Regions from separate parts of the Mus musculus genome. Here region 1 is linked to region 2. The links are chromatin contacts, called in public Hi-C maps. All regions are on one chromosome and are shown on one strand. The core of a region is the stretch at or near the end of the contact, and the rest is flanking DNA. Distances in the headings are between cores, read along the strand shown. Region 1 has its middle 47 kb from the start of Gm30159. Region 2 has its middle 210 kb from the start of Gm41333.

Region 1 (6,897 bases), core at 482-2,981, 730 kb before region 2:
GATGGATAAATATCCAGTGTTTCTCAACCTTGTTTGAGAATTCCAATCACATAACCACTGCCTTTGAAACCCAGGTTGCAGCCTGGGCATGGTGGTTGAGCATTCAGGTGTCTAAGGCAGGAACGCATGAGTTTGAGGTCTAGCCTAGACAAATAGCAAGTTCTAGGCCAGATTGAGCTACACAGGGAAGACCTTGCTCAAAATGCCAAGTGTATGGGTGAAGCTTCATAGTAGATTACTTGTCTAGCATGCACAATGTTTGATCCCATACCCAGCAAAATCAAGCAAGCAAGCAAACAAACAAACAAACTAACAAAAACGGTATCTGAAACCTGTTCCGGCAGTGTCTATGGTGGTCTTGTAAACAGTTGCGATAATCAAATGAAAGGGAAAATATAGAGTGTATTGCTAACTAATGGATGCATTGTAAGGTTACGTAATAGACAGAAAAAAATGAAAAAACCAGAATTGTACAGTAGTAGATACTGCTATTTTAAGTTGAAATTCCAGAACTTGCCACTTAGCTGAATGAAGGGTGAGGCCTCCACAGACAAGAGGCTTTTGCAGAAGTCTTGGCAGGCAGTACCGAGCCTGGCTCCAGTTCTTCACCTTCTGCACTTTTAGGGTGCCACATGCCTCTCTCACTTCATTTAATCTAGTGTGTGAGCATTTTGGCTTGGTGTTTTAACATTTTGTGGCAGAAATAGAGCCATGTTGATATTTGAAATCCTATAATCCTAGGACTGGGAAATGCCTACCAGATTGTAGTTGAAGCATTTCATAGCAATGAATTCAAGATCTCTCACAGAAACCACACAGGTATAGCTTGTTTCTTTCACCATTTTGGAGACAAAGAAGCAGAAATACAGAAAGATTAAGTAATTTGCATCTGCTCACACAGATAGGATCTTGCAGAACCACTGTCTTAAGTTGTGGGTGGATGGATGGATAGATGGGCAAATGGATGGGTGGACAGGTGTGTAGATGGATGAGATGGCAAGATTCAGCCTCACAGAGCTACCAAATGGCTTCTGTATTTTCAGAGAAATAAACTTCTAGGAGAATGGATTCTAATCAAAACATGTACATGCCATAGTAGATGAGTTAGGATGAAAGGAATGAGTGAGCTAGTCCAGGAGAAAGAATAGCAACTGCACAGAATAGCAGTTTGCTTGTCCAGGTACCAGCCTCCCCCCCCCCCCCGACCCCCCTACTTGAAAGCTGTCCATGCTTATTGGAAGCTGGAGGGCAAGAGAAACCAGATCCAAGAAACCCTTTCCTCTCAGGAGAGGCTGACAAGTTGTGCTTTAATCTAATTAATACATTCAGGAAATGGGCTGAGAGGAATGTGATTATTTAATTGTTCTGTTCAAAGGGTAAAAAAGCAGGCTATTAGTCTGAGGTCTTGACTCCAAGGTTCACTTTAGGTTGTTACCAAGGGGAAGGTTCAGGAACAAGAGTGGCTGATTGATTCTTTCCCTGCTGTTACCCTCATTAATTTACAAAGGTTCATTGTTGTGGTGCTAACTCACAGAGTCTGGAATGAAATGTAAAACAGATTTGAACTGATAAGAATTGTTTTGTATCTGCTATCCAGTAGTGTTTCTTCCCTCTGAGTTCCCTTCTAAAGATTTTCAGGTACATGAATTTCCAGTCTGATTATAATGAACTCATTTTCCACATGACAAAAATTATGTCTAATGATTAAACAGCAAGCAGGAAGTAGACTCTTGACATTTGACATTTCATTTCCAGTCCAGCATAAACTTGGCTGCCTCCGGACTTTCCCTATGGCTAGAGTAAAAAGAGTCAGGTCAAGTTTCCCTTCTGGGAAACAGGGAAAATAAGATGCAAATCTGAGCATCTTACCCAAAACAAACCTCATTCACATAGTGGTAATAGTGTGTGTGTGTGTGTCTGCCTGTCTGCCTGTCTGTCTGTGTACATGCATGTGTCTATGTGTATATGTGTCTGTATGTTTGTGTGTGTGTGTCTGTATATGTGTCTGTGTGTATGTCTGGGTCTGTATGTCTGTGTGTGTGTGTCTGTCTCTGTATCTGTGTATTTGTCTGTGTGTGTGTGTGTGTGTGTGTGTGTGACTGTGTGTGTGTCTGTGTGAGTGTCGGTATGTCTGAATGTGTATATGTATATATGTGTGTCTGTGTGTGTTTGTGTGTATGTGTCTCTGTCTGTGTAGGTGTGTGTGTGTTTGTTTGTTTGTGTATGTATATCTATTTCTGTGTCTATGTGTCTGTATGTCTGTGTGTGTATCTGGGTGTCTGTGTCTGGGTGTCTATGTCTCTCTGTGTGTCTGTATCTGTGTGTCTTTGTGTCTGTGTGTTTGTTTATGCATCTGTGTCTGTATGTCTGTGTCTGTGTCCATGACTTTATAGGTGTGGTGCAGAAACCAACACTGAGTCTCTTCCTTGATCACTTTCTATCTTATTTATTATTATTTTTTGTGATATGTCTTCCATAGAAGTAGACTTCTCTGTGATGCCAGCACACGGCTTCTGGTTTCTCATTAAGTGGATATTTGCCAGATTCCTTTCTTACCTTTAACTTGTCTTCAGTTTGATGAATCTTCTCTGGCTCCCTTGAGCAAAGTACTCAACAACTAATTGTGATGTCTCAGCTCCTCCATTAATGCCCACCACATTTTATCATAATTGCTTAACTAAGTGCATATTTTATGTAATTATCTGTATGTTCTTCATTGGGTTGTGAGCTTCTGAATGCAGGTGAGTCAATCACATCTTAAGGAATCTAAAACAAATTGCTACTGTGTTATAGAAATCATTTAATCTCAAATGGAGTTTTCTATCCAGCCTTTGATCACTTAATTCCCAGATAAAAGATACACAGTCTTTATATTTACTTATAAGCCTTAATCAGCACTTGATTTGGGTAGGTATCTACCTTGAAATCTATTAGAATCTATTTCTCCATCAATAATCCCAAATTATAATTTGCCACGTTCTCTCTGAGCAGCTCTTAACTCAAAGCCAGCCCTCATGGCCATGTATTCATAACTCATCTAACCCATGGAGTCTCTCCTTTCTCTACCTTCCTCTCTCCCCTCTCATGATCTCCTTTGACTCCAAGCTCAGGAACCCAAAAACCCTGCCTATTTCTCTTCTGCCCATCTATCAACTATAAGCATCTTTATTCACCAATGGGGAATAACTTGGGGGACAGCACTTGTGTATTTACAAATTCTGTCATCCCTGAAGACAACCAGGCCTTGAGGACCAGTAGTTAGCATTATCATACATAGCAAATGACCAAACCTCAACACGACTGAAACCAAATTTATAAGTAAAAAAATGAGTGACTAGTTCATCACATACGTTTGCGATGATCAAATCATATATCAAATGGGGCCCAGAGACCCCCTATGCTGGAGGTGACCTCAAAACCTCACCTATGAAGACTAGCTTTCATGGTACCAGAAGGTGCCATGCAAACTTCCAAAGAAGGGAAGTATTCCGGAAGAGCTTCTGGTCATGCTTAGGCAGCCATGTAGGTGAGACTTTATGAGTACATAAACAAATATTTCTACCCAAGTATGACACATATGAATCACATTAATGACCACCAAGATAACCCTCAGGGTGCAGTAGTGGCATACATTCTTTGGTAGTAACCAAAAACTCTCCAATTTGATTTAATACCCAATGCACATGTGAGAAATGATTCCTCTTTCTGAAGACGTATCCAACTAGCCAGAGCTAGTGAAGTCATGAATCTTAGAAAAGAAACTTCAGTCACCACTTTACTAAATCAATGTGCTCCACCCCAAATACTACATTGTAAATATTTCTCTTTATACCCACACAAAAGTATAGTTCCCACGCCTCATCAGGAAAACTCCTCTTTGCAACATGTGGAAATCATTACAGAAAACCACAACCAATCAAAATTTAGAGTTGTGGAGCCCAGTCTCAACAGAATCATCTACAGTACCATGCCTGTTATCTAAGACTCAGGGATCATTGTGAAAGAGCAGAAGGAAAGATTTTAAGAGTCTTAGAAAGGAATTTGCTGTGATATTGTATCTCTTACCAATTTCAGATTCTGTACTCATAAAGTCTCACCTACATGGCTGCCTAAACATGACCAGAAGCTCTTCTGGAAATGGAGTTATAGACAATTGTGAGGTGCTATGTGTTATTGGGAATTGAACCCAGGTCCTCTGCAATAGTTGCCAGTGCTCTTAGCCTCTGAGTCATCCCTTCAGTTCCCTCATCTATTCATGAAAATGCTTAGGAGTATTTTAGAAATCAGTTTCAGTGATGGGGAGTTAAATATTTGTCTTTCTGTAAATATAGTCATTCACTGTTTCTAAACTGGTTCTGTATAGAATCTTATGTTTTTGAAGAAGCAATTACTTATTCAACTAGCCATTCATTCATGCAAATGACAAATGCTAGACGTTTCAGACAGGGAGAGAGAGAGAGAGAGAGAGAGAGAGAGAGAGAGAGAGAGAGAGAGAGAGAGACCATTGCTACTGTTGTGGGTTAATATCCTTCATAGGCTTATATGTTTAAATACCTGACACACAGCTGGTGGCACTGTTTGTAGGCTGTGGAACATTTAGAAGGTGGAGACTTACTGCAGAAAGTATGTCACTTGGGGTGATGCTTGAGTCTTTGCCATATGATCACCAAACTTCCTGCTCTTACCATGCCTTCCCCATATGTTACCATGCTTAATCACTGTGATGGACTGTATCTGCCACTAGATGCAAGCCTAAATGAACTTCTTCTCTCTTAAGTCACTTTTGTCAGAGTGTTTAATCCCACTGAAAGACAAGTGACTGAGATAACCCTCATGGACCAAAGAGAAGTGAAATTATAAAGGGAATAAGAGTGATCCCCTGGATTTCCACATGCTGTCCCCCTTTGTCACTTCAGTGCCTGGTCAACTCACTGATCCTAGGTCATCCCCTATCACTTCATCCTTTCTTTAACATGATACTTTCATCTTTCCTTGGTTGAATCTTGCAAATTAGCGTGCCATGTGATAGACCTAGACTGGGATATGGAACTGATTATAGCTGCCCAGGTCTGCAAAGAAAAATGCAAAGGAGCAATCTTCAAATTTAGTCTTGGGACTTCCACCTTAGGGTCTCAGAACAGCTGTAGGTCTATGGTGTTTCTTTACTATTCAACCCTAAAACAGCATTGGGATAGAATCAAAGTATTTACATAAAATAGCAACTTCCTTTGATAGACTGTAACAATATCCTGTGAAAACCAGCTGGAAATTGCATTTTCTCCCTCCTCTGTAGTTTCTTATGGGAAAGAGATGCTTCATTCCTGTAATTGCTAAGAAAGGCTTTGGATTTCTTCACTCAAAACTGTCCAATTCAGTACCTCAGCTGACTTAACTGTTCTTGGGGCCTCTGGCTGTGACCAGTGGTTTCTGGTGATGGTTTTCATGAAAGGCAGCCTGTCTTTCATTGCCTCAGTCTGGCCCCTGCTCCCCATTGCCTATATACGGAGGTTAGCAGAGAAGGAGGTGGGGCGGGATGAAGGGTCAAATCTGTTACTTTTTATAGCAGTGGAGTGAAAATAATTTCCTGTGAAAGCTGAGGACATTCCTTCATTACTTGTGCTTCCTGCTCTGGGTCTTATATTCTGGGTGATTTTTTTTTTCTTTTGAAACTTCTATGGGTTAACTTCCTGTGCCAGAGGCTGCTGAGAGATAGAGTTTTACAAGCTCAGCCCACCTACCCAGCAATGAACTGGGAGCAACCATGAATGAACGGAAGAGAGCCACCTAAGCCATCCCTGAATATCTTGGACACAAGATCAAAATTGAAGCCTCAAAAAGGTATTCTGGGAAGAAGCCAACCACAGGATTTTAGGGTTAAAGAAGAGTCGCTGGAAACAATGTGATCTAAGTCCCTGCTCCTTGTATCCTGATGCTAATTATCTCTCAATTCCTCTCTCTCGAGTTGTACTTAGTGTGTATTTGCTGAGAGTCTGTTTATGATGTCTAAAGCTGATGTATAAAGCTGTGCGGAGTGGATGGGTCAAGCCACAAACACAATTCAAATAGGCTTCCTAAGAAATGTAATGTTCTTTTTTTTTTGCAGTCAAGGCTCTATCCAGGTTTTTCAATATCTTCAGGAATTTGTCTCTTTTTCTGAACCCCATTACTCACTGCTTTCATCAACTTTATTTCCTCATATAGGAATTTAGTAAACCAGATGGCTACAAGAAACTCCACGCATATGTACTTGGAGTTTTATCTTCCCTTAAAATGTTCTGTACACACCTGCAATCCCACTTAGAAGGCATGTGCATCAGGAGTTCAAGACCAGCCTTCTGCAACACAGTGAGTTTTAAGTCTTCAGTCTTGTCAACATGGACAGGAAAGGCATGTGTTACATCCTGACCCAGTTGGCATGGCCTTAAAGCGAACAGTTCTATTTCTAATGCCCAGGCTTATCATAACAAAACCTGGAGATGGTTTCACCTCTATCTGTATCACTTGACCTAAGAAAAGGGCAAGAGAAAAACTGTCTCATTTCCAGAAGAGATGAATCTTAAAAGAAAACCAACATTTAAAAGTGTGCCCAGCTTCATATAGGAGAAAAATGTGTTCCTAATGTTAACTAATTTGCTCACAGAGCTAGCAAGTATTTTTAATTGTCTTTCAAATGTGGATTTTATAACTTGGTGACAAGGGCCACCTTTGGCCACTTCACTTCCTCACTCAAAAGTTCAATATATATATTTCAACTATGTGCAATTGAATATGCAGAACAGTTTTGTGCCATATAGTATGCTTTGCATCTGTATATAATCTTTTAAATGGCCGCCAGTGATATTGCTACCTTCCTATGATTTTTGTCACCTTCAGTGTGGCTTGAACTTGGAGGCTTGC
Region 2 (7,846 bases), core at 1,274-3,773:
AAAAAAAAATCTTTTCAAATCTTCACCAAGTGGATGATGCAGAGCACTGGAGGCAGTGTGGATCTGGGTGAAATTTATAAGAAATTGCTATCCTGCCTTCTCACCATGTGATCTGTGACTGACTACTTAACCTCTCTGAGTCCAGGTACTTAGATCTGTCAATGTCAGTAATAAAATCTGCCTCCTGTGGTCACTGACAGGATTACATGTCATTAAGAGCATGGCACTGGGAATATGGCAAGGTTTGACAAATATTCGTTCTTATCCCCTTTATAGACATGAAATATTCTGATTTCATTTCTCAAAGTCCAAGACAGAAATCGCCTTTAGAAATGGTAGTCTTAAAGTTTAAGCATAATCAGATAGTTCCCGAATTCTCTGGGTCACTCACTTCTTGTTAATTCAATTACTTATCTACTGAGCTTCTAATATCTGCCAAGTCCCCTCCTACTGCTGAGACACAGCAAGGAGTAAGAGGAGGTCCTTTGGCATAAAGAGTCAGTCTAGGGCTCGATAGCATTATCTGATAAGCAAAGCATCTAACTGCAACTGTATTTTAGCTACAGAGCAAGCGTTGCCACTGTTCTTGAATTGTTATGAAAATTCTGGACATGTACATGACATCTCTTTAAATAAACTATCAAGTCTATTGAAAGACATTATATTACCTAATAAGTCCTAAAATACTCCCTTTTTTGTGTGTGATTAAGGAGAAATCACTGAAGGGTAGAAAAGAAAGTGGTCTTTCCATTTTCCCTGTATTTGGCAACCTTTCTTGGAACCCACACTTATGGGTGCTCATGTTCTAGTGCTCGTTCTTCTGCTGAGATAGACACAGCATCATGGGGGCTATTCAAGCAAACTATAGGTCTTTCTTCCCAACTAAGTTTGTGTTGTCTGCAAAGTAGACATTGTAGCACCTTCTCATATGAACCTGATTTTCCCATGATGCCTTCAAAAGCAAGGATGACTTTTTATTGATAATTAATGACTCTGCATTTGGAAACTTCTGACCCCATAGTACATGATCAATAAATGGTAACAACTTTTAAAAAGCACATGCCTCTTACTCCTCTCAAATCTGGGGTTGAATGAACTATTGTGGTGTGTGCTGAGCTCAGATGGTCTGGGTACATTAGCTTCTGATGCATCATGATGCCAACTGGAAACTGGGGCATCTAGGGCATCTCAGTTAGAATGACTAGGTGGGGAGGGGGTCTATATGTCTTTTCAATAATGATGGAATCCCCTGAAGAAAAATGGATTAATAAGAGAGCACTTAATTTGTTTAATAGCACCAAGAGATATCCTGAGAAAACCACTCTGGCAGACAGGTCCATGTGAATACAGAGGAGAAAAAAAAAAAAAAAAAAGATGTGTGTCCTGATCCCTCTTGTGTGTTCTGTAGCATTTATACAACCCTTCTTGGGGTAACTTGGTGATATGTATTAAAATGCAACCTGAATGGGGATAAAGCTCGGGTAGTCGAGCATTCGCCTAGCATACATAAAGCCCGAATAAGAAAGCATAAATTGCGTATAGTGGCACAGACTTGTAATTCCTGCATTGAGAAGTACAGACAGGAGGGTCAGGGATTCAAGGTCATCCTCAGCCACAATGTACGTTTAATGCCAACCTGGAGTACACGAGACCCTGTCTTAAAGCTAAAGGGAAACATGACAGGAAAGAGGAAGGTCACGTGACTGGAGAAATGGCTCAGTGGTTAAGGGTGCTGAACCTGTGTTCAGTTCCCAGCACCCACGTAGGGAAGCTCACAAAGTCTTGTACCTCCAGTTCCAGAAGACCTAACACCCTCTCCTTGTCTCCATAGACACATGAACACACACACAGAGAAAGAGAGAGAAACATACATACAAATAAATGATAAATCATTTTAAAAGGACGTGGACAGAGATGGCGATATCCAAGGTAGGCGGCTTCCTTATTCCCCTCTTCCAGCCTTGTCCTGTGCCCATCCAAGGGCCACCTGGCAGCTGAGAAGGAGCCACAAGTCGTAAGTGTACCCTACTTCGTAGACGCAGGTGAGAAGAAAATATGGATCTTTTAAACACTGAGTCAAATCCAGAGAGATGGAGCCAACTGCAGCTTGGGCTGACCGCAGCCTCTCACCTAGATGGAAATTAGAGGTGAACATAAAGGCAGAGGCAGCCTCTCCAGCAAGAAAAACAGACAGAGAAAACTTGCTGAGCATCAAGGACAGATCGTATCCAAACCATTAAGTGGGCAGGTAATACGATGTTCAAACATAACTGGATTTCTTAGCTTCAATCACTGCAATCTCTCTAGGGTGGGAAAAAAAAAAAAAAAAGAGCCTGTGTTTTTTTCCTTATCTGTTCCCATGTCTGGGTTGTCAGAGTTAGCAGTGAGCTCTGCAGCCTGGAATATGTTCTCCATTGTGCTCTTTCTGTGAAGAAAATTACAATGTGAAAAGGAAGGGGGTGGAGAGGAACATTACATTCTAAACAGTCTCGGGGAGATAATTGCAAAGTCTCCTTGGCGCTCTCCTCCTTCCCCCTCCCTCCCTGCCTCCTCCAACTGTTCTTCTGCCTCTAGGCCCTGGCACTAGGCCTGCCTTACAACTGTGACTGCAGATAGACCAGGATGCTGGGTCAGCTGGGGCTTCCCCACAGTGAGTGGGCCAGCTGCTTTCTATCTTCCCTGGGCAGCGTGGCATCCACACATTACTGCCAATGAGGGTCACTCAGAGACTTTTGTAAGAGGAAGGATGGTCAGTAAATGTTCTTTTTCTCGGTTTTCTCGGTCGTTTGGGTTATTTATCCTCGGCAGGGCATGATTTGATTCAAATGTGATAATTTCAGGATCTCCGGAGCCACATTCATCACTGTAGATCAAGTCTCCCCTACAGGGTTCAAACGCTGCTCAAGCACTGGGATTCCCAGTTTCATTTAGGACCCTTAAGCATCCTAGGAGGTGTTCTAATCTTGATCTCCATGTGAGAGACTGGACACTGAATCTTTGTGAGTTCAAGTTACTATCTGTTAGTTTGCTTTCTGTTACTGAGATGGAACACCATAACCAAAAAACATCTTAGGGTAGGAAAAGGTTTATCTAATCTTAGAGTTTACAGTCTCATGAAAGGAAGTTGGGGCAAGAACTCAAGACAGGAACCTAGAAGCAAGAATTGAAGCACGGGTCTTAGAGGAATGAATGATGTTTATTGGCTTACTCCTCATGGCTTGCCAAGACTGCTTTCTTGTACCACTCACGACCACATATCTGGGGTTAGCACTGCCCACAGTTGGTTGGACCCTCCCACACCAATCATTAATCAAGAAAACGCCCCACAGACTTGCCTACAGGTCAATCTGAGGGAAGCATTTTCTCAATTGAGGTTCCTCTTCATAGTCAATTCTAATTTGTGTCCAGCGAAGCAGCACAAGTTCCACACTCGAGTTCACAGGCTATTAAGTGATGGATCCAAGGTCTTGGGCCAGATCTTGCTCATTTCTGCCCTAATGCACCTGTTTTCTAGAACTGATGACGGTGGTAGGAGTCCTCAATGTCTTTGGATACTCATACCAAGAGAGAAAAGTTGACTAAGCTATTTTTAGAAGAGAACTGGTCTCCTGATGAATGAGATGCTCTAAGGAAGTGGAAATGATCCATGCCCGAGAGCATCCATGAAGACCTTTGCATTTCAAACATGGTGGGAACAAAGCCTGCCAAGCCACTAACAGGTGCTAGAACCCCTACTTATTATGATTATCCCCTCCTCCCCTGTACACAGCTTGGAAGAAACCACAACAAAGAAAAGGGGAGGAGTAGAGGTAGGGAAGAGAAAAAAAAAGAAGAAAGGGGCTGGGGAGGTAGCTCAGCCACTGAAAGCATCAGAAACTGACTTCAGTCTCTACGGTTTGGATATGAAGCTGGGCGTGGTGGCCCAGGCTTATAGTCCTGTAGAAGAATAGACAATAGCATACTTGGGGCTCATTTCGGGACAGTATAACCTAAACAGTGACTTCCCTAGTCCTAGTGAGAGGCCTTGTCTCAAAATACAAGGTTAGCAGTTCTTGAGGGATAATAACCAAGGTGAACTAATACTTCCATATGCACACACAGAGATATACACAGACATACCTACACAAACAAAAACATGCACACATATAATATACATACTATACACACATAAGCATAAATGTACACACAAGAACATATACACACATGAACATGTGTGTGTGTGTGTACGTGTGTGAAAATATACACCCATAACTGAAAGAAAAAGTAATAATGTTTTCTTTCCAGATTTTAAGTGTACCTGCTAGATTTATTGGGTCTGTATGTCCCTATCTACTATAAGCTGAGGCTTACAGATATTAAATCTCTAAAAATCTGCAGGTTAGAATGTTTTCCATCCTCCACATCAGCAGTTCTCTCGGTTAGTCCTGGACTTGCAGTGTTAGCATGACTTGGGAACATGTGACTCATGCAGATGTCCAGTTTCCATCCCAGAGCTACTAAAATCTGAAGCCTGGGTAGTATGATCCAGCACTCCAGGCTGGCCTTGAATTCTAGGCGCTCTCAGCTGGGTAAGTGCTAGGAGTACAGGTGTCTGCCACCATCTGTGGCATCTCTCCATGATTCAATGCATTTAAATAGTGAAAGCCACTGCTCTGAGGTGCTTTGTAATGAGTAGTTAATTAAAAAAAAAATTGTTGATTAGTGCACTTAAAACATTTGTTGCTTCAACTAGAGACTATTCTGAAAGCAATTTTATTTTGACCTTGGACCAATCAGTTGGAAAAGGGAGAAGCCAGCAAACTTATGGAAATCTAATCAGCCATGTGAAGTATGATAATGCTGGCATTTGGTACCTGGCACAAAACAGCAGGTTGCTGCTTTACGTACAAAGGTGTGACTGGCAAAGGAGTTACCAAGTCTCACTGCTTCCTTTTCTTACTGCTTCCTGCTGAGGCTTAGAAGGAGGGGTCCTCTCCAGCTGTCAAGGTACAGTGGGCTGGCCATGCTAGAGGTATCCTTGTCCAAAGGTCGTCTCTATCCCTACAAGAAACAACACAAGTTTCCTCAGCGGGGAGGTGACTTAGTAATGGATACCAGAACACAGTGGGAAGGGGAGAGACAGTCGATGTCATTTCTGTCATAACCCAACATGTAAGTTGACTGACTACAGTCAACTTTTAGCAGATGCTAAAGCAGGTTTTAAAATGACTGGTCTTCCTGGCTGCTTGCGCTGGTTGTCACACAAAGGGAAAAAAATACTGGGGGGAGGGGGGAAACAAAGATTAACTTTAGAGTAATTTTTCTTTTGTACTATCTCTTTTTAAACGCTGTAGGGTTTTGTTTTTGTCTTCTCTTCTTCTGCAGAAAAATGAGAATATTATAAAAGCACCTCTTAGGACCAGGGAAATGCCTCAGTGCTTGTTGTATGAGTACATGAATTTGAACCCCCAGAACCCATGGGAGAGTTGAGCACAAAAGCCTGTCTGTCATCCCAGTACTCATATGCCAAACTCAGAGGCAAGGACAGGATGACCACCAGAAACCTGTGAGCCAGCCCCACTTGGCTGTCATATATAGCCGTGAACACAGTGTGATCCATCTCAAACAAGGTACAAAGTGAGGACAAATCCTGAAGTTATTTGACCTTCTCATGTGTGCCATAGAATGAATACACACACACACAAACACACACATATACAGCAAGTCAGCTAATCTAGCCTGAAACAGCTTGTTGTGGGTTCATTGATCGATGTCCTATATCTGAGTTTGCTAATAGAAAGAACACCCTCTATACTGGCTGGTTTTGTGTCAACTTGACACAAGCTCGAGTTATCACAGAGAAAGGAGCTTCAGGCGAGAAATACCTCCATGAGATCCAGCTGTAAGGCATTTTCTCAATTAGTGATCAAGTGGGGAGGGCCCCTTGTGGGTGGTGCCATCCCCGGGCTGGTAGTCCTGGGCTCTATAAGAAAACAAGCTGAGCAAGCCAGGAGAAGCAAGCCAGTAAGTAACATCCCTCCATGGCCTCTGCATCAGCTCCTGCTTCCTGACCTGCTTGTGTTCCAGTCCTGACTTCCCTGGTAATGAACAGCAATGTGGAAGTGTAAGCTGAATAAACCCTTTCCTCCCCAACTTGCTTCTTGGTCATGATGTTTGTGCAGGAATAGAAACCCGACTAAGACACCCTCCTTGACATTACCTGACCACAAAGTTTATGTTTCCAGGCTATGATGTCTTTCAGCCATCACCACCAGCTACTTTATTGTCTGGCTTTCCATGGGCTTTACTCTTCTATTTTCATTCATTACAGTCTCCTTCTCCCTCCAGAATTTGTATCTTTTCCTGGTCCCAAAGTGTTAGAGAATTTCAAAGCCTTGGCCTCGTGTGGTCATACTAGAATCTACTACCTTTCCTGTGTCACAGAGTAGAACCAATTTGGTATGAGGAACAGAGGTTATAGTGATGCCAAGAATGGGGGACATTACATATAGAATGACATGGATATATGAGGATTTATGGCTAGAAATAAAGAGTGTCAGTTCTTACATTTATAGTCACATTTTATTATAACATCACCTCTCCTGCCACAGAGATAATAACTAAACAAGAGGTGGAGGTAAAATTTAGAGTACCAGTTACAGAGCAGACCAACAAAGCAAAGCTGGTAGCACTGGACATGGAAGACACATAAGTCCCTAAAGGTACACTATCAGAAATGCAATAAGTTATTTCAACACATTTATTCATTTCACACACACACACACACACGCACGCACGCACACACACACACATACACACATACACACAACTACTACAGTGTTTTTGGGAATTCTGCCAAATCATGAAGGGAAAATGTGGGCTAATCACCCCAGCCTTCACATGGATGTTGGACTAAAAAGAAAGAAAGGGTGGTTGAGCATTTCAAAGAACCAATCCATGCCCTATGTTTGAGGTGTGGTAGGGAGGAAGCTTAACTCAGCAGAGGGCACAAGGGAGGCAACTGGCTCTCCAAGTGTGCTTCTGACAAGTGATGGGGCACCACCAGGCCCTTGCTAGGAAGGCACATGCTCAGAGCTCACTAAGAATTCTAGAGTAGTAAGTTCTGGAGGGGTGAGGCTGGAAGGGGGTGTGTGGGGGTGGAGTAGAGGTTGTAGTTCAGAAATCTGGGTTCACAAGTCTCTCGGTGGAGGAAGAGGTGCTTGCACAGCTGCAGCTTGGAAACCACCATTGATACTCAAGAAGTGAGTAGTGAATTTCCCCAGCTGGAGCTGGTTTAGAACGGTTTAAGACTAGAGGAAGTGACCTCTGCACCCAATCTTCAAAGGAGAGTTCTACAAAAATGACAAGAGACACAGGCAGGAACATTCCAGGAATTCCAGGTGTTTGTGTACTTGAATCACAACACAATGCCTCCAAACCTCCCATTTTCTCACTGGATGTAGAATTAAATCCAAGGAAATTATGTAGGGACATAGGTATCAGGGGTATTAACTGCTTCTCCATTTTCTTCCCCACCTCCCTGTCTTTTGACAGTACTGGGAGCTGAACCCAGTACTGAGAAGGGAACTAGGAGCTAACCTGTATGCTGGGCAAGCACTGCCACTGAGCTACAGTCTTGCTTATTTGCTCTTTTTTTTTCTTTTCAAGCAATTTTAATGCCCTTCAGCTAACTCCTTGAATGAACCAGAGGTTCATATGCCTAAGGATTATCCCTTGGTTTAGAAAGAGGGAGGTATGGGAAAATGATTAATGGAGCATGGTGCTCTCAATAGAACGAGGCGGGTGCGACACCATGCCACACTTTGAGTAACAAAATGCCACCAAATATGTACACATTGAATCCCAT

Evidence for each region. A called contact is a pair of places that touch in the nucleus more often than the background predicts.
Region 1: a contact with region 2 is called in a Hi-C map of the N1E-115 cell line, with 4 times the contacts expected there. The contact joins two enhancer-like sites. A contact is called at or near these places in 1 of 484 Hi-C or Micro-C datasets (the N1E-115 cell line) and 1 of 9 other capture datasets (embryonic stem cells).

The regions. Positions count from the first base shown.
Region 1 is chr15:63,188,910-63,195,806 of GRCm38.p6, reverse strand. No RefSeq gene overlaps it. Among named protein-coding and RNA genes, the nearest start is that of Gm30159, 47 kb to the right of the region's middle. RefSeq lists an enhancer at 1,019-1,870. Within about 2 kb of position 1,731, at least 20 of the 459 cell types and tissues checked have an H3K27ac peak or open chromatin away from gene starts, as enhancers often do. A contact at or near this core is called in the N1E-115 cell line, where this site is marked.
Region 2 is chr15:62,457,553-62,465,398 of GRCm38.p6, reverse strand. No RefSeq gene overlaps it. Among named protein-coding and RNA genes, the nearest start is that of Gm41333, 210 kb to the left of the region's middle. Within about 2 kb of position 2,523, at least 64 of the 459 cell types and tissues checked have an H3K27ac peak or open chromatin away from gene starts, as enhancers often do. A contact at or near this core is called in the N1E-115 cell line, where this site is marked.